Regions from separate parts of the Mus musculus genome. Here region 1 is linked to region 2. A link is a contact called in public HiChIP or PLAC-seq data. All regions are on one chromosome and are shown on one strand. Each heading gives the region's core, a stretch centred on a gene start, on an enhancer-like site or on the middle of the called end of the contact. The rest is flanking DNA. Distances are from core to core; before and after follow the strand shown. Region 1 has its middle 22 kb from the start of Gne. Region 2 has its middle 5.2 kb from the start of Gm46850.

What was found. HiChIP or PLAC-seq counts read pairs in DNA pulled down with a chosen protein or histone mark.
Region 1: a FOXA1 HiChIP or PLAC-seq map of pancreatic cancer cells shows a contact between it and region 2. The contact joins two enhancer-like sites. A contact is called at or near these places in 1 of 39 promoter capture datasets (liver), 1 of 484 Hi-C or Micro-C datasets (liver) and 1 of 115 datasets of contacts at active chromatin or transcription factors (pancreatic cancer cells).

What each region holds. Positions count from the first base shown.
Region 1 is chr4:44,093,421-44,096,120 of GRCm38.p6, reverse strand. No RefSeq gene overlaps it. Among named protein-coding and RNA genes, the nearest start is that of Gne, 22 kb to the right of the region's middle. Within about 2 kb of position 1,415, at least 27 of the 459 cell types and tissues checked have an H3K27ac peak or open chromatin away from gene starts, as enhancers often do. A contact at or near this core is called in pancreatic cancer cells, where this site is marked.
Region 2 is chr4:43,385,804-43,388,503 of GRCm38.p6, reverse strand. It overlaps a transcript of Rusc2 not described here. Among named protein-coding and RNA genes, the nearest start is that of Gm46850, 5.2 kb to the right of the region's middle. Within about 2 kb of position 1,338, at least 10 of the 459 cell types and tissues checked have an H3K27ac peak or open chromatin away from gene starts, as enhancers often do. A contact at or near this core is called in pancreatic cancer cells, where this site is marked.

The sequences.
Region 1 (2,700 bases), core at 166-2,665, 710 kb before region 2:
CACACAGAAGGAAGGCCTTGAGAGAAAAGCCTTGACTATGTAAAGAACAAAGAAAGGGACAGCTGGACAGTGGTGGCCTTTAGTCCCAGCACCTGGGAGGGAGAGGCAGGTGGATTTCTGAGTTCGAGGCCAGCCTTCTCTACAGAGTGAGTTCCAGGACAGCCAGGGCTATACAGAGAAACCCTGTCTCAACCCCCTCCCACACCTATCCCCCAAGAAAGGGACAGACAGAGGTAAGTCCCAGCTAGGAGGAGGCTTGGGAACTCATACCAAATGCGGAGCGGAGCCGTTCTGTTAGTTAAAGTAGAGCGTGGGGTTACGGGATTTGATAGTGCTGCAGGCCCATCAAAGTGTAATCCAAAGGTGGTGTAGTAGTGACTTTTCCTGTCCCTGAGAGGAAACCCCTAGCTAACGCAACTGGTTCGCAGTTTGAGAGCGTGGTCCATTACAGTTAAAGCGTCAGGCAGCTGGGCACACTGTGTCTGCAGACAGGTGGGAGGGAGAGGCGAATGGTAGGGCCCAGCTTGCTTTCTCCTTTGTTTCAGTTCGAGACCCCGGCCCTCAGAATGGCACCACCAGCAGCCAGTGGGGATCTTCCGACCTGGACTGAGCTAACCTAGAAACGCCCTCGCAGACATGCTCAGAGGGCTGCCTCCATAGTGACTCTGAATCCCATCAACTTGACAACTGAAATAAACCATTGTAGTTGTCCTTGCGGTCGCTGCTACCTCCAAGTGCTTTGAAGACTCGTACATGAGCCTAGACGCCCGTGACAGTGTTAAGAGGGGCAAGGTGTGAGGAATAAAACAGTGGTCAAGGTGACTAGCTTGCCAGCCCTTCCAAGAACTGAATCAGTGAGCTGCATGGAAAAAGGACCTGAAGGGACAGAAAGAACATACACACACACACACACACACACACACACACACACACACACGGAGGGGGAGATGTATGTGCATTCACATGCACACACGCATCCATGCAGGGGGTGGGGGTTATTCAGAGGGCTCAAATGTATTTCATCTTAGATGAAGAAGCAAGAAGAGATGATTGATTTAATATTAGTTATGCTACTGCATAGGCCCCACTTGGCCTAGCCCCTCTAACTTCATTGCTCCCTTCTATATGGAGGCAAAGAGGAAAGCAGAGTTCCAGCCCAAAATGGAGGAACCCTCTCATGGCTCCCTCAGCTGCCAGTCTTCTTTTCTGTAGGAATACAGGGGCTTGGAGCTTAGCCTGGGTGCTAAGGGGCTTCTAACAAGCTAAGCATGGTGGTATGTACTTGCAAGGTAGGGGCATCATGAATCAATGCCAGCCCAGGCTATATAGCAAGTTTCTCACCTGTCTGGGCTACACAGAGAACCTGACTCACACTGGACTACACAGAGAGAACCTGACTCACAAAACAAAACAAGTAAAACAAACAGAACTTAAAGCCAGTCTGCTGACTAACACAAGGGGCATGCTGGGGCTGCAGATGGCCCAGCAGTGAAGGCACTTGCCACACAAGTCTGACAACTTGAGCTCAGTATCTGCACCTCACAATGGAAGGAGAGAAGTGGCCCTTCAGGGTCATCCTCTGGCCTCCACGTGTGTGTCACGGCCTATGTGTGTCTGCAAGCGAGCATGCAGATCTCTCTCACACGTAAAATACAATTATAAAAAACAATCATTGGCTGGAGAGATGGCTCAGCGGTTAAGAGCACTGGCTGCTCTTCCAGAGGTCCTGAGTTCAATTCCCAGCAACCACGTGGTGGCTCACAACCATCTGCTCTCTTCTGGGGTGTCTGAAGACAGCTACAGTGTACTCATATACATAAAATAAATCTTAAAAAAAAACCCAAACAATCATGCCGCATATACGCTGGATGGCTATCAATATATTTGTTATAATTTTTCTAGGAAAAACGTGCATAACTAACCTTTTGATCTCTCTAAGCACAGACATTTTCTGTCTTGAATGAGTAGCCAAATGAATCTACTCTTGACTGGAAAATTATCATATTAAACATGATTTCATAAACGTTATTGGGTAGAACTAAGTTTTTAAAAAAAGATGTATTTATTTATTTATTTATTTATTTATTTATTTATTTATTTATTTATTATATGTAAGTACACGGTAGCTGTCTTCAGATACACCAGAACAGGGCGTCAGATCTCATTATGGGTGGTTGTGAGCCACCATGTGGTTCCTGGGATTTGAATTCAGGACCACTGACTGCTTTTAACCACTGAGCCATCTCTCCAGCCCTAGAACTAAGTTTTAAAATGTTTAATTACAGTTTTATGTGTGTGTGTGTGTATGTGTGTGTGTGTCTGTGGGCACACACATGCCGTGGTACATACGTGGGGGTCAGAGGACAATATTTTCTTTGTCAGTCATTTTTCTTTCAGAAAGAGTTAGATGAATAAGAACAGAGGATTAGGGGGCTGGTGAGATGGCTCAGTGGGTAAGAGCACCCGACTGCTCTTCCGAAGGTCCGAAGTTCAAATCCCAGCAACCACATGGTGGCTCACAACCACCGGAGATCCTGATGCCCTCCTCTGGTGTGTCTGAAGACAGCTACAGTGTACTTACATATAATAAATAAATAAATTAATTAAAAAAAAAAGAACAGAGGATTATTTTAATATTAGTTATAATACTGCACGGGTCCCGCTTGGCTCCTCTAATGCCTCTGCTCCTTCCACATGGAG
Region 2 (2,700 bases), core at 89-2,588:
CTCCACATAGCTTCTCTTAGATTTTTGTTTTAGCTGGGGTGGTGACACACGCCTTTAATCCAGTGCTTGGGAGGAAGGAGAGTTGGATCTCTGTAAATTCAGGGCCAGCCTGGTCTACATAGTGAGTTCCAGGTCAGTTAGGACTACATAGTGAGACCATGTGTCAAAACAAAACAATAACAGTAAAACCAAACAAGAAAACCCCTTACACTGATCAGGTGAGATCTAAAGGGTAAGGGGCTGAGATTACAACTGGAATAGCAGCACTTCCCAGGGTGGCCCATGAACCCACACCATCTGCCCTTCCTAGGGATTTTGTTTTTTAAATTATTTTAAGCCAGGCAGTGCCCCACCTATGGATCGTTAAAAAAAAGATTTGTTTGGGGCTGGAGAGATGGCTCAGTGGTTAAGAGCACTGACTGCTCTTCCAGAGGTCCTGAGTTCAAATCCCAGCAACCACATGATGGCTCACGACCATCTGTAATGGGATCTGATGCCCTCTTCTGGTGTGTCTGAAGAGAGCAATGGTGTACTCATATAAAATAAATATTAAAAAAAAATTGTTTTAAGCCGGGCAGTGATGGTTCATGCCTTTAATCCCAGCACTTGGGAGGCAGAGGAAGGTGGATCTCTGAGAGTTTGAGGCTAGCCTAGGCTACAGAGTGAATTCCAGGACAGCTGGGGGGTGCACAGAGAAACCTTGTCTAGAAAAACAAAACAAAACAAGTTTTATTTTTTATTTATATGGGTGTTTTTACGTCTATGCACCAAGTGCATGCAAGGCCAGCAGAGGCTGGACGAAAGCTTCAGATCCCGGGAACTAGAGCTCAAATGGCTGTTAACCACAACATGGGTGCTAGGAACCAAGTCCACATTCTCTGGAAGAGCAGCCAGCGCTCTTCCCTGCCGAGCCCTCTCTGCAGCTCCCTTTCCTAGGCACAGTTTTAGGTGTGTAAGCACCAGGCCTTATGCTGCACTCCCCAACAGCAATTTCAGGAGTGATGCAGGTGGAATTTTTTTTTCTCATTTTAAAATTTGAAAGCATATTTCTAGGTAAAACTAGAGGAAAACATCTCTAATCAAGAGCCCTCTAGTTCTTAGAATCTACATGCATACATATATTTAAATGGTATATGTTTTTATTCCAAACCTCAAAGTTGTCATACTGCAAACAAGAGAGTATGACTAGAAAAACATTTTTTAACTCTGGCCTAAATAAAACAAGTTGACAAATGAGTTTAGGCCTTAGAGTAAAAAGGAGAAACAGCCAGCTCTGTGCAGCTCACTGATTTCAGACCAAGAGCTTCCTAGGAATTAAGGACTGTATGTACACTGTGATGGTTTGTATCTGTTTACCCAGGGAGTGGCACTATTAGGAGGTGTGGCCTTGTTGTAATAGGTGTGTCACTGTGGGTGTGGTCTTAAGACCCTTAACCTAGCTTCCTGAAAGACAGACTTCCACTAGCAGCCTTCAGATGAAGATGTAGAATTCTCAGCTCTGCCTGCAACATGTCTTTCTGCCTGGATGCTGCCATGCTCCCACCTTGAAGATACTAGACTGACCCTCTGAACCTGTAAGCCAGCCCCAATTAAATGTTGTCCTTATAAGACGTTTCTTGGTCATGGTGTCTGTTCACAGCAGTGAAACCCTAAGACATACGCACTAAGTTTTTGGTAATGTTTCTCTCAAACCACTGCTGCACAGCTGTGGGGCTCACTCACAGGCTGTAGGCTCCCAACCCAACCATGCCTCTTCAGGCTAGTTGGGACCATTACTCAGTGGGAGAAACAGCTTCCCAGATCCTGGTACTTGCTGTACACCTAGCAATTTGGGGGGCTGAGGCAAGAAAATCTAGCCCATGCTACATAGTAGACTGTGGCTCAAAACTAATAGCAACAAACATTCTAGGACCCTTGGAACATACTCAGCCATCCTATGCATAAGACTCCAGCTGTAGCTTTTTGGTTTAGCTCTACATAGCAAGAGGGCAGAGGGTCAGACCAGTCATTGACAATTTCACACATTTACATGAGGTAAACCCATCACTCTCCCCCACACCCTCTCTCATTTCCATGGTTGAAAGCATGCACCATTCCTACAGGTGCCTGGTTCCTAGCACCAACATGTCAACGTATAACTTTTATAACTTCTTTTAGCTTCCAAGGGGCACCAGGCATACATGGGGCATACATATGTACATGTAGGCAAGACATTCATGCACATAAAATAAAAATAAATAAATCTTTAAATCATATATATAAAAGAAAACAAAAGGCCTTAGCTGTTGGGATATAAAGCCTTCTAAAATATATTACATATTTTTGTTCTGTTTAGACTACATAGGTTATAACGTGACTTTTCTTTGACAATTCTAGTTTTTTTGTTTTTGTTTTTTGTTGTTGTTGTTGTTGTTTGTTTGTTTTTCGAGACAGGGTTTCAGGCAACAATTCTGTTTTTTAAAGATTAAAAAAATTACATGACTAGCCAGGCATGGTGGTGCACGCCTTCAATCCCAGCACTTGGGAGGCAGAGGCAGGAGGATTTCTGAGTTCGAGGCCAGCCTGGTCTACAAAGTGAGTTCCAGGACAGCCAGGGCTATACAGAGTAACCCTGTCTCAAAAAAACAAACAAACAAAAAAAGACTGTAAGTGTGTCTGTGTGTATATGCACATGTATGTGCAGGTGTTCGCTGAGGACAA